3 separate regions of the Mus musculus genome follow, and regions 1 and 2 are each linked to region 3. The links are chromatin contacts, called in public HiChIP or PLAC-seq and promoter capture Hi-C maps. All regions are on one chromosome and are shown on one strand. The core of a region is the stretch at or near the end of the contact, and the rest is flanking DNA. Distances in the headings are between cores, read along the strand shown.

What was found. Promoter capture Hi-C pulls out the DNA fragments that hold promoters and counts their contacts. HiChIP or PLAC-seq counts read pairs in DNA pulled down with a chosen protein or histone mark.
Region 1: a contact with region 3 is called in an H3K27ac HiChIP or PLAC-seq map of extraembryonic endoderm stem cells, with 2.7 times the contacts expected there. The contact joins the promoter of Myh7 here to the promoter of Psme2 in region 3. A contact is called at or near these places in 1 of 39 promoter capture datasets (cranial neural crest), 1 of 115 datasets of contacts at active chromatin or transcription factors (extraembryonic endoderm stem cells) and 1 of 9 other capture datasets (adipose tissue).
Region 2: a contact with region 3 is called in a promoter capture Hi-C map of cranial neural crest. The contact joins the promoter of Cebpe here to the promoter of Psme2 in region 3. A contact is called at or near these places in 2 of 39 promoter capture datasets (cranial neural crest and hippocampal neurons), 2 of 115 datasets of contacts at active chromatin or transcription factors (astrocytes and microglia) and 1 of 9 other capture datasets (liver).

The regions. Positions count from the first base shown.
Region 1 is chr14:54,991,597-54,996,272 of GRCm38.p6, forward strand. It overlaps Myh7 (myosin, heavy polypeptide 7, cardiac muscle, beta), which reads right to left and starts at 2,953. Exons shown (of 41, transcript NM_080728.3): 1 at 2,915-2,953; 2 at 1,992-2,029; 3 at 1,708-1,763; 4 at 1,077-1,285; 5 at 644-787; 6 at 242-398; 7 at 120-147. The coding sequence starts at 1,277. All of the region lies in intron 6 of Gm31251 (a long non-coding RNA gene), which reads left to right.
Region 2 is chr14:54,709,792-54,714,402 of GRCm38.p6, forward strand. It overlaps Cebpe (CCAAT/enhancer binding protein (C/EBP), epsilon), which reads right to left and starts at 2,383. Exons shown (of 2, transcript NM_207131.1): 1 at 1,658-2,383; 2 at 572-1,083. The coding sequence starts at 2,167. The coding sequence ends at 748.
Region 3 is chr14:55,589,668-55,593,754 of GRCm38.p6, forward strand. Psme2 (proteasome (prosome, macropain) activator subunit 2 (PA28 beta)) reads right to left here and starts at 1,354. Exons shown (of 11, transcript NM_011190.3): 1 at 1,175-1,354; 2 at 828-860; 3 at 366-428; 4 at 1-38. The coding sequence starts at 1,222. It overlaps Rnf31 (ring finger protein 31), which reads left to right and starts at 2,075. Exons shown (of 21, transcript NM_194346.3): 1 at 2,075-2,405; 2 at 2,502-2,648; 3 at 2,794-2,949; 4 at 3,166-3,225; 5 at 3,339-3,408. The coding sequence starts at 2,217.

The sequences.
Region 1 (4,676 bases), core at 1,703-4,202, 600 kb before region 3:
AGACCAGAGAAGAAAGAGATGGGCATGTGGGTGGAGAGAAAGAGGGCCATAGGTGCATGCAAAGGAGTCTGGGTACTCTCAGGGGATTCTGGGATCAGGGATTCTGGAGCTATACTCACGTGATGAGGATGGACTGATTCTCCCGATCTGGAAGAGAGAGGAGGAGAGGCAATGGGTTGAGGGATGCGAGTCCAGGTGAGAATTCAGGTTGAGGGGACCCAGGTCTGAGCACCAGGCTTACCTGTCAGCATGTACTGATAGGCGTTGTCAGAGATGGAGAAGATGTGAGGAGGGGCCTCGCTCCTCTTCTTGCCCCGGTAGGCAGCCACCACTTCCGCATTGTACACAGGCAGCCACTTGTAGGGGTTGACGGTGACGCAGAAGAGGCCCGAGTAGGTCTGAGGGTAAGGAAGAGCAAGTGAGGGGTGGTTGTCAGAATTAGAGAAAGACCCCAGGAGACAATGGGAACAAAGGGCGAAGCGCAGAATCAGTCTGGTTTTATAACGGAGCCAAAGGAGCAGGGGCTGGTGTAGAGTGCCATACTCCTTGGACACAGAGCAGGCAGGTAGGTGGCTTGGCTTCAGGAGACTGCTCTTGCCCAGGAAGCTCTGGGTTCTGGGTGATGGACCGGTGCTGCACTCACATAGATCATCCAGGAAGCGTAGCGCTCCTTGAGGTTGTACAGCACAGCCGGCTCATGCAGGAAGGTCAGCATGGCCATGTCCTCGATCTTGTCGAACTTGGGTGGGTTCTGCTGCATCACCTGGTCCTCCTTCACAGTCACCGTCTGGAACAGCCCACAGAGGCCCTCATGTCAACCTGTGTCTGCCCTGCTCTATCGGCATGAGGGCAGCACGGCAAGGTATGGAGTTGGGGGCAGGGGGGGGGTGTATAGCTGAGGAGAGACTGGAGTTAGATGTTGGGAGTAAGGAGACTTTTGGGAGAGTTTGGACCCCCACCCTACCCAAAGGACGGGAAGCTTGGGGGTCCTCAGGTGTGCACGCCTGTCCCCTCTCTGGGCACCCTAGGTATGGGGCTCTCTTGAGTGGCCTCCCCACACCAGTCCCGACACCTACCTTGCCATTCTCCGTCTCAGCAGTGACTTTGCCACCCTCTCGGGACACGATCTTGGCCTTGACAAACTCTTCTTTGTCATCGGGCACAAAAACATCTTTCTTGAGGTCAAAGGGCCTGGTCTGTGCCTCCAGCCTCTCCTTCTCAGACTTCCGCAGGAAGGGGGCTGCAGCCCCAAATGCAGCCATCTCTGCATCCGCCATGGCTGAGCCTGGGGTGAGGAGCAGCTGTTACCTATATGCCTTCCCGCACCTTGGGCTCTCCCGCTCAGTGGCAGCTCCCAAATCCAGTACTGTGCTCAGCACTCAGGAGTTTACCCTTCTCCAGGCTCACCCCTAAACCAGAGAGCAGCCTGGCAACTGTGCCAAGGCAAGGGGGCAGCTTTACTTTCGTTCACTTGGAGCACTCTTTGAGTGTGTCCTGACCGTATTTCGGGGAAAGAACTCTGTATCAATCTCTGACTGTCAATAGTCCCTGCCCCTCACTGGCCCTGAGTATGAAGCTTCTGGACACCAGGCCATTGTCTCTGAGCAGGCAGAAAGGAACCTGCCAGGCTTTGGGCTTGGGGCTTTGGGCTTTAACTATGTGCAGTTTTACCAGATCTCCCAACATTTGGACTCCAACTTTTCTCACCTTGGATTCTCAAACGTGTCTAGTGATAGAGAGGTAAGCCCAGGCCTGTAGAAGAGCTGGAGAAAGGGAAGAGACGGTGTCAGGACAGGCTGTGGCCCAGCCTGGCTTCTGGCACCTCCCTCCTCTCTGGCTCTGTTCTTCAGCACGTGGAAGAGTGATTAGCAGCGCTGGTCAGCCTTTCTGGTCACTGGCATCCTTCCTTTTCAAGCTCTATCTCCTTTCTCCCAAAGACTAACAACCTCCGAGCCCCAGTCCTCCGCCCTTAGGGGCTGTTCTACCCTTACCTGTACTCCTCTGCTGAGGCTTCCTTTCTCGGAGCCACCTACAACACAACAATAGTCACAATGCACTCTTGCTGTTCACTCTCGCGGCTGCCCCTTGGGTACGTGAGGAAGTGGAGGCTGAAGCCTTACTTTTCTCAGAGCACAGGACAAGTAGCAGAGTCCAGATTTCAGACTCGAGCCTCATGATTCCAACAGCCCTCTGACTACCCTCGCACACCCCAGCCTCCCCTGCACACGCCCTGATAAATACACATGCCTTCTGCTTGTGCCCACACTTGACGTGAATGTAAACTTCCTTCCATCCTCAGCACACATGCTCCCCACAGTGTTCATGTGCAAACAGCCCAGCACATAGGCAGGCTCCTGTGGCTGCGTGTTCTTCAGCATACGAAGACCAGAGCCCCCCACACCTGCATGTCTGTGAACTGCTATTTCAGAGACTACACGCAGGGTCATATCCTACATAGTAATAACCCCTCTATGTACAGTCAGACACTTCCCCAAACATAGGCAGGCTCTAGTGTTCACAGAACTGGCTTCCTTAAGAGTTATTCTCCATCATTCTGTCCCTCTTCTGCCAAAATGCTTGTAACCAGGCATGAGGTACCTTATGTGATAAAATATAAACTGATCCTTACATTTAAGATATGTGTGCTTGTACTTGCGCACGCACACATGCACGCACATGCTCACACACTGCTATTGCATTCTGGGCCATATGCACATATAGATATCCACCCCCCACCTTGGAACACTTGGGCTCCCACATTCCTACGGCACAAGCATGCGTATTTAGATCTGCACAGGAGTGTTCAATGATAACCTGGTACTACATGCCAGAAGCCCGCTGCTGTTCTAGAGGAATCACTTCCTGAACCTGGAGCCCCTTATCCCAGAGGGAAGCCTCCAGCTCCCACTCCTACCTGAGGGTAGCAAGTAAGGAAACAGCAGGAGAATGCTCAGAGCCAGACCTGGTCTCAGGGGCTGTATATATGGGGCAGCAGGGTGCCCCATCCCCCACCTGCACCCAGTCCCTAGCCAGATTTAGAAAGGGCTGTTGTCACTAAAAGCATTTCCCCCGACTCTCCCCCCCTTCCCTTGTCCAAACAGTACTCCCCCCTCCTCCCCCAGCTAGGAAACAATTGGAAGTGGTCGTCATTGTTGTGGCATGGCATGTTCAGGGTCTGAGTTCCAGGGGGTGGGGCAGCTTAAAGTGAAGCAAAAATATCTCTAACATTCCACGGCTCACTAGAGAGTAAGCTGACCACGACCACCACGACCTCAAGCAGGCAGGGCCCTGGCTGGCCTGCAAGAGGGTCCTGCTGACCCTGGCATTGCTGCCCCCTTAGAAGCCTTGCCCCCAGTGCTAGCCTGGCCCTATTTCCAGTATCCTCCCCACACTCCTGGCTTGAGTCCTGCATCTGTCTGAGGTGGGAAGGGGTTGGGTCACAGCAGCTGAGAGGGGCAGGGCAGAGTTGGGGGCATGGCTCTGGTATGGTGGTTGGATTGGAGCAGATAGAAGGTAGTAGGTTCCTGTTAGGACCAGAGAGTTTGGACACAGGAATTCTGGCTCACACACTGCTTTCCTTGGGCCAGCAGGCAATGTGTCCCTGGGATCATGGTGCTTCAGAGCCAGGCAGATCTTTAGTGATCCATTTAAGTGCTTTGCTTTAGGGGGTGGGGGTGGGGGTGGGAGATGCTTCCTCTAAGATTGCACAGCTTCAGCGAAGCAAAAGTGGGGAACCTCAGCAGATAGGAAGTTGATCCCAATCAGGGGAGGAGGGCTAGGGATGCTAAGAAGTATGCCAAAGCTGTTTGGGGAGGAGGACCAGTTGCTCATGGTCCTGCTTTAGAGCCCTTTCCTGTTCTAGCGCTGCCCTGCAGATTTTCGAGGCGCAAGGCCTGAGCCTCCCAGGGTTACCCAGGGCTGTAGATGATATGGCTACGGCTGCCTGGTCCACCTGGCCTCTGTCTAGCCGTGGGTGCAATCTTTGTTCTTCCTAGTGGAGAGAGGGACAGGACAGGAGAGACCTTGTCTTCCCCTGCAGGCCCCGGGAGCAACGCTGGCACCCAGCCTCGTTCTTGTTCTTCCAGCTATAGAAGCTTCACTGCTCGGTGTCTAGGCAACAGACTCAGGGTTTAGTTTGAAATCCCCTTTCTTCCCAAACACAGCTCTGAGCGCATGCGGATTAATCCAGTTGATTAGATGTCAGTTTGAAGGAGAGAGGCAGGCCTGGGGGATGGGCTGCCAGCAAAGCAGGTACATTGTGAAGGTGGGGTAGGCATGGCAGGGAAAGGAAAAATCCAGGAAGGGCTTCTGTGGGGTTTCTTGGTAACCAAAGCAGGGGTAAGGATGCTGAGCAGCTGTGTGCAGTGTGCAGGGGGAAGGCAGGGGGAAGGTGGGGGGAGGACCACAGACTGTAGGGGCTGCACCTCAATGCAGCTGCAGCTCCGCAGTCCTCAGAATGCAGTTGCAGTTGCTGAAGAACTGGTCTTGCGACCCTGCCAGGTATTAATAGAGCAGCCTCCCTAGGAGGAACCTCCAGGGCCGAAGGAAGGCTAAAGCTCTCCCAGGCTCTTCTTTTTTTTGGGGTGGGGGGTGGTTTGAGACAGGGTTTCTCTGTATAGCCCTGGCTGTCCTGGAACTCACTCTGTAGACCAGGCTGGCCTCGAACTTAGAAATCC
Region 2 (4,611 bases), core at 1,133-3,632, 880 kb before region 3:
GGCTTACCTTCTCCAGTGGCCTGCGGGGATGAAGGATAAAGATGGGAGTGAGGATGTAGAACAAGACAAGAGGCAGAATGCTGGATCAAGAGCCAAGGGACCACAAATATGGCAGAGTCATCAGAAAGCTTTCTCTTGGTCACCTGGGAAATGAGCTCTGAGGCCTAAAGTCAGAGAGCAGGCCCTAGGCCAGTGGGGCTGGCACTGGAGTTGTGTGGCACTGGGGTCATCAGAGCCCCAGGATTCTCTCAGGGCAGAATGCAGAGGCTGCTCCAGACACTGGCATGCACTGTGGTGGTAGCAAGCACACACTCGATGTACAAAGGACCAAGTGGGTAGGTGGGGTGGACATGGAGGTGAAGTGACAGAGAAGCAGAGGGACAGGCTGAGGCTAGGCTGGAGGGTGTGATGGACAGAGCCAGCCGTGGGCGGCATGTTAGTATTTCTAGGCATTCATTTGGACATGGAGTCAAGACTATGTGGACTAGCCACATGTATTCCCTGCCCTTGGGGTCCTCCATGGGTATCCCCTCCCACCAGGCCCAGGCCCAAGACCCAGTGAACAGCTTCAGCATCAAGTAACAGTGCAGTTTATTCAGCCACAGAATCATTTGGTCCCGACCTTCCCAATTACTGGCTGCCATTGTCCACGATCTCTGTCTCAGGCTTGGCCTGTTCAGGACTCTGGGGACCTAGAAGGGTGGGCGGGGCCCTTAGGGTCTGGTGCCCACAGTCTGCCAGGCAGGCTCAGCTGCAGCCCCCGACACCCTTGATGAGGCTAGCAGCCTCAGGGATCTGGCGGAAGAGGTTGCGCAGAGTGTCTAGCTCCTGAGTGAGCTGGTCTACGCGGTTGCGCAGACGCTCGTTTTCAGCCATGTACTCCAGGACCTTCTGCTGAGTCTCCATAATGCGCCTCTTGGCCTTGTCCCGGCTCTTGCGCACCGCGATGTTGTTACGTTCACGTCGCAGTCGGTACTCCAGGCTATCTTTGTTCACTGCCTTCTTGCCCTTGTGTGAGGGGCCAGCAGGGGAGGGTGCCTTGAGAAGGGGACTGCAGGGAGGGGCAGCAGCTGCCACAGGGGCCTGGAGGGTAAGGGGGACAGAGAGGTGAGGGTCCACCAGGAGGCAGAGTGAAGGCTAAGCAGGAAACCCAGCAGGGAGAGCATATGTGAGGCCTCAAAGGGATACAGGACTCCCAGAGAGCTCCGATCTCCCAGGCATCCATCTCCCTGTCTCTGTGAAGGACCGTAACCCAGATACATATGGTCCTTGGTCTGAGACCAAAGCTTTCTATCATGCTCTCATTATTCCCTTCCCTTTGGTTTGTCTGTAATAAGTCTCCCGTTCTAAAATTCTAGTCAGCCATGTTTCCTCATCCAAAAGCAGGCAGCAGAGAAGCAAGAGGTATAGTGCACAGCAGGAAACCTGGTCCTGCCTGAGATCAGGGCAGAGCAGCTATTACAAGTGTCTTCAGGACACAGCCGAGTTCTAAGAAATAAATTCACAGAGTTGGGAAACAGGACCTTGGGGTAGGGCATGTTCACAGAGGAGCACCAAACATAGACTTGTTAGGGAAGCCCAGTAGTCAGAATTCCCTCAACCACCCACCTTGCTCCACCCTGGGGGGAAGAAGCGGGGAGAGCTACCTTGGTCTTACCTTGAGGACACGCAAGGGCTGGCCAGGTGCTGCCAGGGTCGGGGGGAGGTGCACGGCTGTCTGCCCGCAGTGTGCCACTTGGTACTGCAGGGGATTGTAGCTGCCTCGACTGGTGCCTCGGTTGCCCTCTGGCCCACGAGGCTCCTCCTTCACCGCCACAGCCCTGGGGTCGTAGCTCCCTGGGTTGCTGTAGATGCCAGGCCCCAAAGCCTTCCTATCTGGGCCAAATGTGTGTGAGGGATAGGCGAATGGCCGAGGGTCAGCCGGCAGGTAGTGAGGAAACGAGGGGGCTCCTGGGCCCTTAAGGCTTCGGGCTTCAGGCGTTGGCTTCATGGCAAAGAGGTCAGAAAGTAGCTGTTCTTCCCCAGACTCGATGTAGGCGGAGAGGTCGATGGAGGCCTCATGCTCACACATGTCCCCCAGCTCCCCGGGCCCAGCTCGACCCCCTGAGAACTCAAGTGGCTGCTGGCCACCCCGAGGCTCGCACTCATAGTAGGTCCCGTGGGACATGGCCGGCCCGCCCCCTTGGCTCCCCGCCCCTGGGTCCTGTGCTGGGGGCGCCCGCCCGTTGGGATGCTCAGCCTGCCCTTTCTTGGATCTCCCCCGGTCCTAGATTTGCCCTAGGTTTGCCCTCTCTGGTCTTCTCCGTCACCAACTCCTACGTGGCTTCTCTCCTCCTCTGCTTCCCTTTCCTTCTGTAGTCAGTACCTCTTCCTTTCTTCCCTTTTCCTCTCTCTCCTTGGGGTGACTAAGGGAGGGGCAGGGCACACCCCGGAGGGAGGGGTGCTTAGCAGTTAGGGCGCTCTTTGCGAAGGCCCCAGCCACAGTCCAGAAGTTGCTGTTTGAGAAAATGGCCCTTTTTGCCCTGCGAGTTCAAGGGATTCTAATCCCTTGCCCAGAGTAGCTTCTCTGAATATCTGTCTTCCTCCGATTTCCAAAGAGACCTGTGCAGAGTGAGGTGTCAAGCCAGAGCCAATAGACAAAGCATTCCCCCAGTGCCAACTTGGTCTAAACTCCTCCCTTGATGCATCTTCCTCCCTGTCCCGTCCCCCCCCCTCCCCGCCCCCACCCCCAAGTCCTGAACTCCACCTACCCCGGGGTAAGTCAGTTCCTTCTGTAGCCCCACCTCCCAAGACATTTTTCTCTGTGTAGACCATCATTGTTTGAAGGGTTTGGGAAGTAGTAGTAGATTCTAGGACCAAGCTACCCCTGGCCCTAGTACAGGGTATGCCCATTTGCTAGTTTTGAGACAGGGTCTCACGATGTAGCTCAGGCTGGCCTTGAACTCACAGAGTTCTGCCTGCCTTTGCCTCCAGAGGGCCCCTATTAAGGTTCTTCGGTTAGGTCTTTGCACAGGGCTTGTGTGCATGTCTCCAGATCTGGCTATGGCTAGCAGCCTGGCACAGTCCGGGGCTGCCAGGACATAGCTGAGGTTTCTGGTCAAGACATGGGTCCTGTACCTCAGGCCCAGGCAAGCTGCAGCCTCAGAACCAACAGAAAGGATCTGCTGGAGGTCCCAGTTGCTCCACCCTAAAAGCTGTTCTGGCTGACCCCACCCGCGCTGGCCTGAGGCTCTGCCTCCTATTTCCTGTGCCCTGAGCTGCATGCAGGCCCTTGTTTTCTGACCTGTGCGTGTCTCTCGGGTCCACTTCCTCTTGTAGGCTTGAGAAGTCTTCTCTCTTGTCCTCACCTCTTCCTGGGGCTGTTTCGGGGTCCGAAGGAGAAGCTGGTAGCTGCCTGCCCGCCCTTCTTGATCTTCTACTAACCCCCAAAGTTCATTTTTCTGTTTTGTTCGGAACTTCCTGCTCTCTCCAGTTTGGTTGTGGCCCTGCTTCAGACACGGTTCTGGATTTACTGACAAGAAAAGAACACAGAGACATGAGAAGTGTGTCACTTTTCAGTTGTTTGTTTTTTTTTAGGTTGAGCCTCCCTTTTAGCCTAGCCTGGCCTTGAACTCTCATCTTCCTGCTTCATTCTCCACGGAGCTGAGTTGATAGCTGTGCTACCATACCTTCCTGGCTCTTTTATTGCAAACAGATGTTCTAGGGGGAGGGACAGAATTTTTAAAATGAATTTATTTTCATTATTCTAAAGTATGTGAGTGTGTGTGTGTGTTGTGTGTGTGTGTGTTGTGTTGTGTGGTATGTGTGTGTGTGGTGTGGTGTGTGTGTGTTTGTGTGGTGTGTGTGGTGTGTGTGTGTGTGTGGTGTGTGTGGTGTGTGTGTGTGTGGTGTGTGTGTGTTTGTGTATGTGTGTGCACACTTCCAGGTACCCATGGAAGCCAGAGACATCAGATCTCCTGGAGCTGGAATTACAGGCAGTTGTGAGGCACCCAGTGTGAATGCCTGGAGTCAAACTCAGGTCCTCTGGAAGAGCAGTGAGTGCTCTGAACCCTTGAACTCTTTCTCCAGCCCTAAGAATAGAACAGTTTCTAAGCTGGGTATTCCAAGGATCGGGTAACTGTGAGGGGTTACAGTGGAGGTAAACTTTGATAGGATATGTATGTCATTGAACACTAAAATAAAACTGTAAATGTGACTTGTCCACAAGTTAGAGAAAGTACCCTTGATGAGTCCTCCATCCCATCCCCTCTAACTCCACAGTCCACCTCACGTGCTCTGAGCACAGCCTGAAGTATGTCCAAAATATGCTTCCCTCCAAAGCCCTGGCCAGGCAGGGGGAGAGCCAGCCGTATCATCGTATCATCGACGCAAAGCACCGGAAATACTGGGGCGATTTGTGCTCTTTGCTCTACAGGTCCCTTGTCAAATAGGTACCAAGGCTGGGAGATTTCAGTTTGGTGACCTGACGCTATTAGCCACTAGGTGGCAATATTGGTTCCCAAATTCTATACTTTCGAGTCCGCGATGGTTTTGAATCAGGTGGACATAGGGGGCATTCTTTCTCAACCCTGACAACCAGTCTTGACCGCTCTGTTCTGGGAAGCAGGAAAA
Region 3 (4,087 bases), core at 104-2,603:
CGGAGGGAGGAGAGGTCGGCCACATTGAGGGAATCCTCCTGTAGAATTTATTCTCAGACACTACCCAGCCTCCTCCCTTCACCAGACACAGCCTTCCATCTCTCTTCCTCCCAACCCAGGCTCAAGCCTTTTTTTTTTTTTGAGACAGGGTTTCTCTGTATAGCCCTGGCTGTCCTGGAACTCACTTTGTAGACCAGGCTGGCCTCGAACTCAGAAATCCGCCTGCCTCTGCCTCCCGAGTGCTGGGATTAAACGTGTGTGCCACCACACCCGGCCAGGCTCACTCAGCTCCCAGCATGCTGATGCCCGTCAGATGGGTGATGAGAGGTGTCAGGAGATGGAGCAGAGGGGTCTATACTACTCACCTGCAAGAGCTGACTCAGGGATATGATTTTCCGTGGCAAGAAAGTGCAGAGGAAGTCATCAGCCTGCAAGTTACATTACAAAAATAATCATGCAAGAGGTTTGTTGATACGTATCAGAAGTTGGCCCATGGAAATCACTGAGCTCAAGACTCTCGTATGAGGAAACCCTAGCCCTGGAAATAAAGGGACTTGCCCAATCTCATGAAGGGCAGAAGTAGGGCTATGGGGTTTTCCCTTTGGGCGACATCTTTACCTTTCCATTCAAGGGGAGTGGCAAAAGCAGTTAAGAGTTCTAAGATTGATCAGATTACAAGTAGAAACAAATCATTGCAGTTCACCTTGAGTAAGCATGAAGGTTCGGAGACACCAAAATTAAGGTGAACTGGTGGGTTACTCAGAGCTTGTGGCCCTAGAGTTCTGCACTAAGACTCTGGGTTACATCGACTGAATTCAGAGACTTACCTCCTGGAAAAGATTTTGTCTGAAGACATCCACCTGCACAGACAGAAGTAGCCGGATGCTGGTTAGGGTTTAGTTTGTATAGAATAAGGGCCCACTCCCAACCTAGGTGCCTTCCAACTCTAGCCCAAACCTGTCCCACAAAGCTAGTTTCCCCCTGGAGGAGCCTGCTCAGTGCACAGATTGGCTCGAGGACACGGCACTGGCAATCCCTGAGCAGAAGTGAAAGAAAGCCCTAAAGAAAGAGAGGCCGGTGGAGTTCGCTCGCAAGGCCCCATTGGTGCCCAGGAGCACCGAGCTTTATCTCCGTTAGGACTTCTCACTCCTTCCTGGCTTCGGTTCCCATTTACCTGTTTTCGGGCTTCTCCACTCAAGCGGACCCCACAAGGCTTGGCCATGCTTCCCCCCACTTGGCAGCTCTCGAGCCTGGGCTAGCAGCCCCAGCTTTCGCTTTCACTCTCCAGGCCCAGACCCACCCCCCTCAGCCACGCCCCCTCCCTTTTTTCTCCTCCTCCTGGCCGGCCACCAACCGTGAGTAGTACCCCCTCAGCCATTCCCAGCTAGTTGCCACTAGGAAGGGCGGTGTTGGCTTCATCATCAGGGGCTGTCCAAGGGAGGAGCTAGGAAAGCGTGGGACGGCGGAGACTCAAATAGAGGCGGCCTCTCGAGAAGGGCGGAGCTTATAGTATGGACCGTCCAGGGGAAGTACTGGACTGAGAGAGGGTGGGACAATAGGAAAGGGGGTACCCAGAGGTGGGGTTCCATGACGCTAGACTGAGGAGGGGACCAAGTAGGATCCGAGAGAGTAGGAAGGATAAGAAGGAGGAAAGCCTGGCAAGATGGAAGGGAGCAGGACGAGCGGGACTGCCTTCCCTTCAGGACAGACTAGAGAAGGGAGGAGCCCGCCTGAGCCGGGCTAAGGGCAGCCAGAGCCGGTCCCCGATAAGGTGGGACTTCCCCGCCGGGGAATGGAACAGAACCAACACTATGGAAATAAAGATAGCAAAGCTCTGGGCAAAATTAACCCCTCGCATGGGAGGTGGGTCCCTCCGGAAGGGGCGGGATAGTTTAAGGGAAGGCGAAGAAGAGAGCCTGATTCGGAAGGAAAAGGTTCCGTAGCATTATGGGAGGAGCCCGGGCCGCGGCTTCTTCATTGGCGGCGACCTGGCCACCCTTCCTGATCTCAGCTTTACCGTCACTCCGAACCCTCCTTTTCCTCTAAAGTGGCCCACAGTCCCGCCCTCTCTGCCAGGACTTCCTGTTCCCGGTAACCCTGGCCGTGGATGGGGCTGAGCGGGGCGGTGGCTTAAGTGACCCGGGCTGCTGTGGCGCCGCGCGCACCTGCGCCAGCCCCTGGAGGGCAGAGAAGCTGAGCCTGTCTCCAGTCTCAGGATGCCGGGAGACGAGGAGCGAGGCTTCCTGGCGGCCCGCGAGGAGCTGGCGAGCGCCCTGAGGTGGGATTCTGCGCAGGTTTTTCCCCTGGAGCAGCTCATGCCGCTTCTGGCCACCTCTCTGCCACCAGCCGCCCGCTACCTGCAGCTGGACGCCGGACGCTTGGTCCGCTGCAACGCTCATGGGGAGGTGAGGTCAAGCCCGCCCGGCGCTCCATGGAAGGGGACCTAGGCTCAGAGGCCAGGTGGGCTAGGCTCACGACTCTGCTTTTCTGAATGCTCCCAGCCTCGAAACTACCTCAACACCCTATCCACGGCCCTGAACATCCTGGAAAAATATGGTCGCAACCTCCTCAGCCCGCAGCGGCCCCGGTATTGGCGCTCAGTGAAGTTTAATAACCCCGTCTTTCGCAGCACGGTGGATGCTGTGCAGGTGAAACTCTTGGACCTTATCGGAGAAGGGGACTAGACCTGTGCTTAGGGTTGACCAGAAAGGCTTGAGGGTGTGCTGAGTGGGGGACCAGCTCTATTGCCTAGGAGGTCTGTTAGATGGTGACCGGGTCCTGAATGTGTGCCAGGGTGGCCGGGATGTACTACGGTTGTATGGCTATACTGAGGAGCGCCCAGATGGATTGAGTTTCCCCGAAGGGCAGGAGGAACCAGATGAATACCAGGTTGCTGTTGTCACACTAGAAGTACTGCTGCTTCGCACCGAGCTCAGTTTGCTGTTGCAGGTGAGATGACCTTCTGATTCTAAGGATTTTAAGTACTTGACTGGGAGCCCCAAGGCACGTTGAGACACCCCCACCCCCGTGCAGGGAAATTCTGTTGCTGCAGCAGCCAGCCTGGAAGCTTCTGTTACACTTTCTCCCTCTGGAATGTTAGGAGATCAGGGCTTACAGGGAGAACGTTGTTCAAGGTGGGAATTCTTTTCATCATCTTGTTTGCAGAATACTCATCCCAGACAGAATGCACTGGACCAGCTGCTAAGAGAGAGCGTTGAAGATGGTGTAAGGAAGGCAGGAAGGGTGTTGTTCATGGAACACGGGGGGGGGGGGGGGGGGCTGAGTTTATGGGATTCTGTGCCCCCAGCACTTTGCCCACGCTCCGCTTGCTTTCTCAGATGCTGCAGCTTTCAGAGTTTCACCCCCTTCTGAGGGAGATTGTTCCTGGCCCCCGCCCCTCTGCCCAAGGTATTGTATGCTTCTTTACGGGAGAAAAATATTAGACTGAGTTGGTGCAAATGTAGGATTTTCTTTCCTCTTGTATTTGTTGTTTTTTTAAGATTTATTTATTTATGTATATGAGCATTGTATTTGCACATATGCCAGTGTGACAGAAGAGAGCATCAGATCCCATTACAGGTGGTTGTGAGCTACCATGTGGGTGCTGGGATTTGAACTCAGGACCTCTGGTGGAGCAGCCCGTGCTCTTAACCACTGAGCCATCTTTCCAGCCTGTATTTGTATTTTATTTCAAGAGATGAAAGCCCCCCTTCCCCCCCACACACCATGGGTCCAGATGTTGTAAAGACTGTTTTGTGACTTCCCCTAACCCATAACAAAATTTTAAGTGTAGCCTGGTCTTTCCTCCTTTAATATTACTTTTTAGTAGTGGAAGGTGGGTGGGTAGATATGTGCATGTAGGCACAGGTGCCATGGAAGCCAGAACCGATCCCTCTGCGGCTGGCATTACAGACCATGTTGAGCTGCCCAACACAAGTGCTGGGAATCAAGCTGCAAGGGCAGTACTTGATCTTAACTGCTTAGCCATCTCACCGACTGTGTAGCCTGGTCTTTTTAAAAAGGCTACTCTGGGGGTTGAAGAGACGGCTCAGTGGTTCAGAGCACCTCTTGCCATAGTTCAATTCCC